Linked DNA regions of Mus musculus: all the other regions are linked to region 1. Evidence: chromatin contacts called from public Hi-C and HiChIP or PLAC-seq data. All regions are on one chromosome and are shown on one strand. The core of a region is the stretch at or near the end of the contact, and the rest is flanking DNA. Distances in the headings are between cores, read along the strand shown. Region 1 holds the start of Prickle1 (prickle planar cell polarity protein 1). Region 2 has its middle 3.1 kb from the start of Gm41387. Region 3 has its middle 23 kb from the start of Gm41385.

The links. Hi-C and Micro-C count contacts between places; a contact is called where the count stands out from the background. HiChIP or PLAC-seq counts read pairs in DNA pulled down with a chosen protein or histone mark.
Region 2: a contact with region 1 is called in an H3K27ac HiChIP or PLAC-seq map of embryonic fibroblasts, with 21 read pairs. The contact joins the enhancer-like site here to the promoter of Prickle1 in region 1. A contact is called at or near these places in 2 of 39 promoter capture datasets (hippocampal neurons and maxillary cranial neural crest), 12 of 484 Hi-C or Micro-C datasets (the C2C12 cell line, the HL-1 cell line, Sertoli cells and 7 more) and 4 of 115 datasets of contacts at active chromatin or transcription factors (the SCID.adh cell line, embryonic fibroblasts, embryonic limb bud and 1 more).
Region 3: a Hi-C map of pancreatic cancer cells shows a contact between it and region 1, with 2.6 times the contacts expected there. The contact joins the enhancer-like site here to the promoter of Prickle1 in region 1. A contact is called at or near these places in 4 of 39 promoter capture datasets (the 3T3-L1 cell line, hippocampal neurons and trophoblast stem cells), 13 of 484 Hi-C or Micro-C datasets (the CH12 cell line, Sertoli cells, adipose-derived mesenchymal stem cells and 8 more) and 7 of 115 datasets of contacts at active chromatin or transcription factors (the SCID.adh cell line, embryonic fibroblasts, embryonic limb bud and 4 more).

The regions. Positions count from the first base shown.
Region 1 is chr15:93,593,660-93,597,648 of GRCm38.p6, forward strand. It overlaps Prickle1 (prickle planar cell polarity protein 1), which reads right to left and starts at 2,243. Exons shown (of 8, transcript NM_001033217.5): 1 at 2,035-2,243.
Region 2 is chr15:93,655,037-93,659,025 of GRCm38.p6, forward strand. No RefSeq gene overlaps it. Among named protein-coding and RNA genes, the nearest start is that of Gm41387, 3.1 kb to the right of the region's middle. Within about 2 kb of position 1,900, at least 36 of the 459 cell types and tissues checked have an H3K27ac peak or open chromatin away from gene starts, as enhancers often do. A contact at or near this core is called in the C2C12 cell line, embryonic fibroblasts, palatal mesenchyme and 1 more, where this site is marked.
Region 3 is chr15:93,632,842-93,636,830 of GRCm38.p6, forward strand. No RefSeq gene overlaps it. Among named protein-coding and RNA genes, the nearest start is that of Gm41385, 23 kb to the left of the region's middle. Within about 2 kb of position 1,815, at least 32 of the 459 cell types and tissues checked have an H3K27ac peak or open chromatin away from gene starts, as enhancers often do. A contact at or near this core is called in adipose-derived mesenchymal stem cells and pancreatic cancer cells, where this site is marked.

The DNA.
Region 1 (3,989 bases), core at 993-3,492:
GGCTCACTCCGTGGTAACTCTCTAACTAGAACTAAATTAAGAATGAAAAAAAATTAAATTACTAAACTCATTCACTCATATCAGCCTGTCCATCTTTAGACATCATTCTGCGTACCCCCTCCCCTCCCCCAACTGCCCTTCCTTTCTAGGGCCTATTTAGAAACATGAGAATTCATTCACAAGTCATAATTATTATTTCAAATTATCAGTAAGTATGCTATCTCTTAACTGAGGGCAACACATCCATTTATTTCTAGTGCCTTTTGTGTATAGCCCTTGCAGTGTTAACCTTTAAATCTTTAGTATAAACATTTCTGGACGCGCTTATAAAATATCCCGACTCCCTGGTTGATGGCATTTAGGGCTCTCTGGTACCAGCAGGTGTTATATTTTTCTTTCTTCCGGCTCCAGCTGGCTCCAGTGATAGATTCTTGTTCCAGCCACCTAGGCTAGGACCACATTGGAGGCAAAATGAACCCAGCTCTACCAGACAGCAAGATAAATGGCTGTTGTTTAAGTTTTAAATCCCCTGGTGGGAGTAAATATTGTTCTAGGGAGAAAGGCTTGACAAACATTGCGTCATCCTTACGGAGCTGTCTTGATTAAAACAGAATTTTTAGATTAGGTTGGTCTTAATCTAAAAGTGTATCTATCTTGCTGTCAGGGTTTTTTTTGGTCCTCCCCCCCTTTCTATTCTAAAAACAGACATATTGTTAGGGATGGTCAAACACGGCTGACACCTCCCAAGGGGCCCGGTCCCACTCTTGGTAATAGAAGGCCTCCGAACACTGATACTTTACTGAGGATAATGGCGACAGCAAAGGCTTAGTCAGAAAAAGGCCAGTTGTCACCTAAGTGACAGGCAACAGCTGAGCTCACACATCTGGAGCTAGAGGAGGGCAAACCTTTGCAGCCCTCACTCTGTCTACACCTTGAGCCTGTCTGAAGAGACAGATGAAGTTTCTTTCGTCCGAAAGTACATTAAAAATATCTGATGGCGAACCATGTCAATTATATAACATCAGCGCAGACACTGCCTTCCCAAAGCGCTGATTAAAACCAGGCGGCAGACAGAACTGTTCAGGGACAGATAGGAGATACAATTTCATCAAGTATAATTTGTCATTCATAAAACCTACCCTAAAAGCCACAAATGCAACATTCTTTTTTTTTTTTTTTTTTTTTTTTTTTTTTTTTTTTTTTTTTTTTTTTTTTAAACAGCACAAGTGCACTTGGGCTCCGCCAGCGATTTTTACACATGCTCCTTTTAGGCCGGTTCGCGGTGCGTTCTTCTCCTTGATCCTGGCTGCAGTTCTGCCTCTGACACGTTTTAAAACCAGGAACCAAGTGCGTCAGGCTTAAGACTCTGAGTCCTACAGGGGCGGGCTGGGACTCAAAGCTGTGCCAGCCGTCCCCACGACCTCCCGGGTACACCCCCCGTCTTCAGTCTCCCGAACGCAATCTGTGGACAATTTTCCCAAAGTCCCAAAAATAACACGGCCCTGCCAATAGTCGTTGGCGATGCCGTTTGTTTTTCTTAGAGGGCAATGAAAACTCAACAGCTTTCTGCTGCATCCCGAGTCCCGCTCCTGCTAATTATTAACAGACCTAGTTTCTTCAACTTTTTCTGCCAGAAGGGAGGACGTCGCGGCTCCCCTCCTCTCCCACGGGCGAGCTGCGTGCAGAGCAGGGGTCTCCACCGAGGGCAGGCTGCGGCTGCCTCTCCAGGGCAGGCAGCCCTTCCCGGGCACGCTAGGCGCCTAGTCTCCCCGCCGACGCCAGTAGGTGACAGGCGATCCTCAGCCACTCACCCTCGCCTCCCCGATCTCGCGTGGCCGGGCTCCGGGCCATGCAGCTGGCCTCGGCGCAGGGGGAACCTGGCTGCCACGCAGCACGAGGGGGCCGTGTGCCCAGCCTCTAGGCAGCCACAGCCCAGCAGCTCTTCTCGTGCGGTCCCCGCGCTCCCAAACCGCCGGACGTCCCACCCCGCGCCGTGACAACGCGGCCCGAGCCGCGGCGCCCCTCGCCACTCACCCCACGCGCGAGAGGCGGCCGCGCGGTCCTCGGCGGTGGCGTTGAGAGCTGCGGTCCTCCGCGTCAGGCGCGCTCCCGCGTGCGCAGCCCCGGGAGCGTCCGCAGCCGGGCCCGTAGCGCTGCGGCCGCGCGGTCCAGGTCAGCGCAGGCGGCGCGGGGCTTGCAAGGTGGTGGCGGCTCCCGGGCCGCTGCTCGGCTGCAGGCGGAGTGCGCGCTCCAGTCCCGGCCGCTGCAGAGCACCCGCCCCCGGCCGTCGCGCCGGCGCCAGCGAAATCCCGGAGCGCGGACGCAGGGGATCCAGGCGGCTCTGCGCGCCCACGCGCACAGTGCGGGGCCGCGATCCCTCCCGCGAGGCAGCACCGGCCGGGCTGCGGTCTGCAGGCCCGCCAGTCTCCGCCCCGCCCCGCCTCCGATTCTGTGCCCTTTTTAATGCTGTTGCCCAGGTTCAGCCAATAATCCAGATGGATTGATTGCCAGATAGGAAAGGTGAAGGAGAGGAAAAGGCGAACCCAATTTCCTCTGATCAAACACTTTGATGGGGTCCCTATTAGGGTTCCCTTTCCTTTGGGGGCGTGTACAGAGGGCACGAGTTAATTAAACTCTGAATTCCTTCCGGAGCTCTCGCCTCTGATAAACCCACCTGGACTCGATCCTATTTTGTGTAATTCCCCAGACTGGCCTTACTTAAGTCAGCTCCACAGCCAAGGGGTGAGATTTCAGATCAGGAAGGCCAAAGTGATCGTTTCAAGGAAAAAGCCTGAGGGTTACAGCTGAGGACCCTCGAGGACCGCGGTGTCTGGGGCCAGGACCAAGTTAGCAGGGTGCACTAGATGCAGGGTCCAAAGCCTTCATTCCACCATGAGGATAATTTTTCATTGACCAAGCCACTCTCCGTGTTTTCACTGTACCCGGTTCCCAGGGCTGGGCTGGGCTGGGCTGTCAGGCTCAGTCGCCCACGGTCAACAGGGACTCTGGCTGTTTCAAAGTTCTGCCCTGACATTTGCAGGGCCCCTTAAACCTTATCCTCTTACCTTCTCTACTCCCGGATCTGTGGAATGGACACTATGATCCCATATCTCAGAGGGCAGAGCCCACTGCAGCTGGTAATGACAACTTGACATGTGTCCCTACAAAGCTGGACCTTTGTGGACCTCCCTATGTCTTCTAAACCTTCCAAGATGCTGAAAGAAGCATCCTCCAGGACGAGAAGGCTTTGAGTGTTGCGAGTAGAGAGGATGACCTTGATTGATGGATTTGTATCTCTTTGAGGATAACCAAAGCTGACCGACCATTTTAGGACTTTCTCTGGTAGCAAGCATTTTCCATTTCTTTGGTGGCGAAGCAAAGAGAGCTTCGTTAAAAATGAAGCCAATGGATTACGAAGATGTAAAGTGACGATAACTAAAGTCAAACGAGGGAGCTCCAAAGCTAGAGTCTGTTTTCCTCACCTCTTACTCCTCAGTCGGTTAACATCCTGGATGCTACTGACTGGCACAGGCTGCTGCTATTGAAACCCTCTCCCTCGTGACCCAAGCCTTTTCGCTCCTCAGCATTTCCTTGGCCTTGGCCTTTAAAGTTGTATCTCTTCATCTTGTCCGTACAAATACTTCTTTTAAGCTATAAGCATGGAGATACTAACTAACCTTTCTGCCGGAGAAAACCGGCAAAAAATTGACTCATTTCATGTCTAGACATAGTGGAAAATTAGTACTTTTAAAGGGCGAATTCTACTGTCTTTATTAACGTCTTGGATTTCTATGTTTTTTCCCCCTTAAAACTTCAAAGTACATTGGGTTTTCAAAAATTAAAAATTGAGCGATGTAGTGGGTTTATCAACACAGTCTCCTCCCTTCTGCGGCAGAGTAGGGTAGGAGAAGCTAGAGGAAAGGCTATACTGTGTAGCCTGCACTTGGACCTCCCTATTAAAAGGAGAACGTGTTCTGTATGTTATAGTA
Region 2 (3,989 bases), core at 650-3,149, 61 kb after region 1:
GGAGGCAGAAGTTGACACAGAGGCCATGGAGGGGTGCTGCTTACTGGCTTGCTCCTCCTGGCTTGCTCAGCCTGCTTACAGTCTGATCATAAGATCATAAGCATAAGCAGGCACTTTCCTTGCCTCTCCACTCTCAGGTGCATGGATGGTGACTCACAGCCTTCTACCCCATCTGTAGTGATTGGTTCAGGGTTGGGCGGCAGGATCCTCTTGGTCTCAACGCAGTTTTGCGGTGTTCGTAGGGGCATTGGTTATACCAAGGCAAAGCCAGCTCTCTCTACCCTGAAGTTCCAGTGCTGGGAGACACTGGCCTCCAGCTGTGGGCTAATTGTTGAGTCAGGAGAAGAAAACTCACAGAGATTGGACCGTAGAAAGATCAAGGCTGATGACATCAAGATTCAGAACAGCTGAGGGGGAGAGAGTCCGGAAGCCTCAAGAATGCACTAAGGGGAATTGCTAATCAGCTGCAGGGGACACATGTTTAGAATCTCACTGCACCACAGGCAATGCAGGCAGAGCTCCACACTGGCTTTACATGCCCAGAGAAGGGTGTGTGTGTGTGTATGTGAGTGTGCGCATGTGTGTGCATGTGTGCATATGTGTGCATGTGTGTGTGCATATATGTGTGTGCATGTGTGCATACGTGTGCATGTGCTTATCGTGTGCCTGTCATGTGCATCTGTGTATGTGTGTGTGCACATATGTGTGTGTGTGTGTGTGTGTGTGCGCGCATGTGTGTAGTATCTGGGCAAGAGAGGCTACCCCTGCATTGCCTCCATCAAAGAGAAATATCAAACCCATTCTGACTGCAAATTACAAAATAGTCAGAATTACAGAGCTGCAAAGTTTACCACTCATAAACTGGTAGCTTTCCAAACTGCAGGCCAAGCCTTATCTCCATAGCTGACACACACACTTTATCTCGCCTGTGGAAAAAGGGTACGGCTTAGCTTTCAAATGAACATAGATGCTGAAGTGTGACCACAGTGCACAGTGCCGACTCTTAAGCTGTGAATTGGCGTTGTTTGTCTAGATATTTTTTTTTGTCACAATTCTATGCCTTTGTGGTTACCACACATATCTAGTTGCCTAATGGTGTGGTACCCAGTAGGTAGGGGAGAAGCGGGGAGAGCTTGCGGATGGGTTACAGTTCTGCCATCGGCCATCTTCATCTCCATCACCAGCTTTGCAGCATCTGCATCGACTGCAGCATCTCTTCTCATCCCCCCAAGCCCCCGCCTTCCCTGAAGTGTTGACTTAAAATGCTCTTGAAGCACTTTACAGTCCTGCTTTCTCCCATCCTTGGCATATATGACTGCCCATGCTTAGGATGTTTTCCACTTTCTTCCTGGCTTAGTTGACACCTCCTCTGTCCCCACTGCCACCTGCTGCTCAAGGGTAACCTTGTAGGTGTGCATTTGCTTGAATCCATGCATCCCAGCTCTTGTTCAAGCCAAGCTTTCACAAGCAGAATTTCGCCGTGGTTCAGAGCACATGGCTCGGAGCACCTCGATGTCGATGCTTGTATTAGACCAGCTTGAGTTTCTTCATAAGGATTGAGGCTCCCTGGCACAGAGACCATGCCAGTTTGCTGCCTGGTTGTAGGTTAGATTTTTGCAAAGTTAAGTTGGCTGCAAGCGAGGTGCTTCCTGCATGGCCCAGCTCCAGTTCTGACTTTTTTCATTCACATATTTGATTTCTACTTTTTTTGTGTGTGACCCCGTAACTAGTCTTAGAACCCTTCAAGGGCAGAAACTGAGTATATTTGTCTCTGTAGCACTAAGGTATGCATCTATTTTTAAACAGAATGTGAGGAGAGGGCCCACCTGCAAGGCTGTGACATAATCAGAAAGCTATGTCCTATATACTGTCTCTTCTAAAAATAGCCCGGCACATGCTCGGCTATAATATGACTCAGATGCTTCCCGTAGTAGATTTTCAGGGAGACGCCTGTCTTCATACTCTAGTTAGAGCCCTGAAGTCGAGTTAGTCTTTAAAAGGAATGGTTAGGAAACTGTTAGGATATATCACTCTTAAGGATGTATCAATCCTGGGTTTCATTGGAGGCAGAGACTCCTTCCGCCACACATCTCTTCTTCCCAATGTTGCTTTTGCCCCTTACCCTTTAGTAAAAGCGAAAGGACAGGACACAGGGCCTGGCAGAACTACCTATGGACTGTCTGAAATATGTAAGTGAAACTTTTGGGGGCTTCATACTTGGAGTTAAACTTGGGTTTTGTCCTTAGCTAGTTGAGTGACCTTAGTGAGTTGGTGGCATCTCTCCGAGTGTTCTTGTCACACAAAGTGGAAACAGGGCTATGCCTGAGCCCACAGGGCTGCAGCAATCACAGTGGAGACTGTGAGCTGCGTGACATGCACAATAGTTGCTTTTCCTCTGCCAGTGGGGTCGGGTGGCCAATTCGGTGAGCATCCCGGTGGGACAGACATCTTGGGATAGGTAACACAACCCCTATTTTCTTTTTTTCTTCTCTTTCTTCCTTCCTTCCTTCCTTCCTTCCTTCCTTCCTTCCTTCCTTCCTTCCTTCCTTTCTTTCTTTCTTTCTTTCTTTCTTTCTTTCTTTCTTTTTGGTTTTTCGAGACAGGGTTTCTCTGTGTAGCCCTGGCCGTCCTGGAACTCTGTAGACCAGGCTGGCCTCGAACTCTGAAATCTGCCTGCCCCTGCCTCCTGAGTGCTGGGATTAAAGGCGTGCGCCACCATGCCCGGGTCTCTTTTTTTCTTTGTAAAGGCGTAGTTCAAGAGGACTGAAAGGGTCTTGGGAAGCCCCATCTCCCATGCATTCTTGTGTTGGCTGAGGGATGGCGGCAGGGGCTGGATGTGAGCACTTTGAGGACAGATGCACACCTTCAAAAGAACAAGGCAATAAAAGTCTATGAGCAAGACAGAGCCGATGGGACCTTGCTCCATAAGGACCCTGTGCTGAAGGAAGGCCCTGCCTCCTGGCAGCTGCAGACTCTGACTGCATTTTTATTGTAGATTTTTGAGTGTGAATTTTTTTTTTTAAATGTGTGATGTCTTGTTGTCATGTTCACTTCCTCTGAGCCTGGTGTTTACTTTTTTTTTATTAATTATTATTTTTTTCTTTCTAGCAGTGGAAGCTCAGATTAGACAGCGAAGTGGAAGAATATTATATTTTCCACATGGCAACCCAAAGTGAAGAATAATTGTTGCAGCATTCTGGGTCTAGAGAAAGGTTTTGCTCAGGGTTTTTTTGTAATTCCGACCTCTAGACTTGACCTTGGGGTTATAGTCCAGTGGATTTTTTGGGTTACAGTCTAGTGGCTCTTCTTTTGCTGCAGTCACCTGGCCTCAGGACTCATAGAAGGGACTGGAAACTTCACCAGGTTCCCAGGGTTTTGCTGCGTGGTCTAAGCCAGTGCTTCTTTACCTTCCTGATGCCGTGACCCTCATGTTGCGGTGACCCCAAACCGTAAAATTATTTCCTTGTTACTTCACAGCTGTAATTTTACTACTGTTGTGAATCACAATGTAAATATCTGATATGCTGGATATCTGATCTGCTAACCTCAGGGGGGTCAAGACCCACAGGTTGAGAACCATTGGTCTAAACACACAGTGACATGGAGAATCAGATCCTTGCCTCCCAGGGGACTGCTTCAGAGATGCTCACACAACTGCTTCAGGGTGAAAGCCACTGGGACGCTCCAGTGCACTGCACAGCTTCATTGTTTGAAAACATTACTTAACAAGGCAACTATATCATAACTATTTTGGAATATACCAAAAGGGAAAATATGCCTTTGGGTTTCTTTTTGCCTCAACTTAACCAATATCATATTGCCAGCTAAACCTCAAATTATGTAATCATTCCTTTAAGTTAGGGACATTGAAATGATTCCCAATTTATGTAACTATAAATAACGTAGAAAACACCACTTTCCACACATTGAAAAGTTGTTTACTTCAAATTGGTTGTCCAAATTGCAAGATCTGGGCCCAACAATATAAA
Region 3 (3,989 bases), core at 565-3,064, 39 kb after region 1:
TTTAGTAAGAGGTTCGTGATACAAACCCTTTCTGAGTCGTGGTTTTATTTATTTGTTGGTTGGCTTGTTGGTTTGTGTGGTGCTAGGGATCAAAGACAAGACCCTGTGTGTAGAAGTGGAACACTTAACTAGTGAGTTGTTTTCATATGATCTTGATCTTGGAATCCTATACCTCAGACTACTGAGTAGCTGAAATGTTCCACTCTCCACATGTTTAAGTGGAGACCTCAAGTCTTCTGGCAGAATTGTTAGGCAAATGGATAGAACATTCCATCAGATGAATCTAGAACATGCTAGAACACAAACCTTTATTCGTCCCCTTGTGGATTTAATTCCTCCTGTCTGGCTACCTTTTCAAACAACACTTTATAGTCTCCCCCCCATATCTATAACAATGAGTAGTTATATTTTGTTGACCTTTCTTTGTATACATATACATCCCATATTCTTTCTTTGATATGTCTAAGCAAGAGTTTGATACCATTTTCATTAATATAAAATGGGAAACATCTGAGTAGTGATTAGTCATCATGAAGGCTTATAAATGTCACTACTGTCCTTATTTCTGACTTAGCTAGACTGTACAGAGCAATCATTCAGTAAATATTTATTCAGGTCCTGCCACTATGCTACATCTTGGTATTTCACTTAGAATACAGTAATGCTCGAGCTTTTCTCAGTCTTTGTTAGTTGCTTAACTCATTGCACTTTCTCCAATGAGTCACTCATTGGCATTTTTTTGTTTGTTTGTTTTCCCTTACGTTTTTCTGGTTTTATTCCTTCTCCCCCGTTCTCTCTTTTTTTTTGCAGTTCATTCTTCCCTTTTAGATCTACTAGATTTACTCAGCTTTCCTTCCCTAAAGATCTTGACATAACTAATTCCACACAAAGCCATTTGATTCGTAACAAAAGTCAGCTCGGAGAGCCACACCCAGCATGTGGGTAGGAGAGAAATCGGTGGCCTAAGACACGATGCTAATCTTGAAACTGGTCAGAAGGAGCTTTCGCCTTTCTTTGATGCATACTTAGACTTTTGAGAAGAAAATTCCCACCCTCAAAACAATAAATTCGAAGCTGATAGCACAGAAAAGAACAGGGAGAAAAATGTTGAAACCCGTGTATGCGTGGACAGCAAAGGGCAAGATGCAGAAAAACGGGAGTGGATCATCTAGATTTGAGACTCTCCCACGTTCACACTTGAGTTGTGTGTCAATCGTGGGGCTGTCATTTAGTCTTTAAATCACTGACCTAGAACCTGTCTTACTGGGATTGCGGGGCACTGAGAAGGCCATTGGCGCAAAAGCCGTACTCACGGTGAAGTAACTGTAGGTTGCTTCCGAAAGAGCACCCTGCAGATAGGTTTTGATAAGGTTGGTATGTTCCCCCAAGAGACCATAATTAACCACATGAAAGAAGGAATGGCTTCTTAAGCAAATGGACTTTATCCTGCCCTCCTTCCATAGTGGGAAAACACAGGAATGTTTGTAACCAAGTCTGTTGACTGGACAGTACTGAAGGAAGGCTTTTTTCATGGTGTCTAGGTCTCACCTCTTAGCTCTTGCCTGGCACCTGGCTTCTCTTACATCTTCCCAGCCTGGAAGCATCATCTGTAATTTGCACACATGAGAACCTATTGGCTTATGAGTCAGTGGGAAACAGAGGTTATCTGGTTAAAGCAGAGAAGGAAGAATTTGATTTTTCTAGCTCATGGACAGTTTTTATTCTATCAGCTGGTTTTATGGGGTGAGCAGTTGTTCAAGAAGTGAAGGTGGTAAATGTGTGTTAGGCCTTAAGCTGTGACTCACTCCGGCTCCTCAGAAGGGTTCCGAGAAGAGTCACTGGCTTGTTATACTGCTTCCTCAGAAAGATTGCTTCAGTTGGCCCACTTTGGAGCTAATAAAAAAAATAGCAAGAACAAAATGATATAAGTCTCCAGGCATTTCTAACGTGCAGCTAAGAGAGGCAGTTCTGGGGCCTTGCTGGTCCCTGGAGGCCACTGGTGTCTAATTAGACACCGGAGGTTTTCTGAAGGAAGAGAGAGAACACTCAGCTTTTCTCTGTCCCGTGGTTGTTCTTTTTTCACCTCCATTTGAAAAGTAATTAGAGATGTTTGATAGGTCAGAAAGTCCAAGAATATGTTGAGCAAAAATAATTTTGTCTTAGGCCTGAATTTTACTATACACATGTTCTAATACACATATGTACAAACACATATATGCATAATATAGTATACCCATATATGCATGTGGGAAATGTATACATACATGTAGTATCTACAATATAATGTAATATATATATATATATATATATATATATATATATATATATGTCAGATATTTCTCTGTAATAAAGCCTTCTTATATGTTATTCAGAGAAGTATTTATTTGTTGGTTCTGAAATATTCATTAAATTATCAACCTTTGGTTTTCAAATGCAGAATAAGAACTTGCTTGCTTGTTCCCATACACTTGCTGGCACTGGAGTTGGTCACTGGGGACACCTTGTGCAGGAGGTTGCCTGCCACTTTTTCCTGAATGCCCTCACTTGTCGAATGCTTGGCTCTTGTTTTCCTTGGGTTTAGTAAGAACGCCCGAGTACCGACACACGTGTTTATATTTCTTATGTTACTTTGCTTCCCATATTAGGTCCACACAGTTTTCTATTCCACCACTATTCAGGGACTACGACATTTTAGGAAGAACAGGCATAAGCCAGAACGTGTCTAATGGAGCAAAACCTGCTTGCCCAAAGATCTGGAAACCATGCTGATGGGTAACATTGAAAGACTGAAAGTGATTTGCCTGGAGGAATTACAGTATGAAGTCACAAGATCAACAGTCGATTTCCTGATGTAAATTTTTTTTTTTCTTAATACCGAGAGTTTCTGTGGTCACAAGAAAACTCACATCCTGTAGGGGTCCAGACCAGCTCCTGATGGCAGAGACCGTCTTCACCTTTCACCTACTTGCCTTGTCCTGTGTCATAATCATGACTGATGGCAGCAGCAATGATCAAAGCATTCTTTCCTGATGATTCTGAATGTGGTCTCAGAGTTTTTTTCCTCAATGTGTGCTCCAGGCAGCTACTTCTAATTGATTGCACTGGTGCTAACGACCATACCTGTCTGTATTGCCTGCTTTAGAGGTCTCATCCTAATTAGAAGTGATACTTCCCTTTACCACGAAAGGACTCTATAATCTGTACATGAATAGCTCTCTTACGATTCCCAGAAAATGTTGAGACAAGATTAGGTTATTAAAACTGCATAAAGATAAGTGAATAAGAAAGTGGAGATAAAGTAACAGAAAACCAGACAAACCTGCCTTTTGCTTTCTGACCCATCCTAGGCCTGAGATCCCCAGCAGTGATAACTGCCTATCTCTCGAGCTTTCTCCAGAGGGAAGAACCAGTTTTAACGTCTAAGCCCTTGGATATCCTCGGTGGCCCCAGGATCTTGAGATTCATATCCAAGAATATGAAACCAGGTTGTGGATGGAGGGAAAGGGATGGAGCTATGAAAGGGGGGAGGTAGAGAGGGAGGGAGGTAGAGAGAGATGGAAAGAGACAGAAAGGGAGAGAGACAGAGACAGACACAGACACAGACACAGACACAGACACAGACACAGAGAGGTGACAGAGAGACATAGAGAGGACACACAGAGAGGAGCACATACAGACAGAGAGACAGAGAGGGGACAGAGAGACAGAGAGGTACACACAGGGAGAGAGAGAGAGAGAGAGAGAGAGAGAGAGAGAGAGAGAGAGAGAGAGAGAGAGAGCTCTCTAAATGCTGCCTTTTGAATTATCAGAGAGTTTTCTCTGGGGACAACAAAATGTCCATGCAACACATCTCTGAGAGAACACACTGAGTTACACACCTATCAGGATCTCAGAACCCCCAGATTCCTTCAGGAGGTTTACACCTTCCAAGATTTGAAACGTTCTGGAGTATTTGAGGAACGTCATGAAGAAGGACTGTAGGGTTGTTG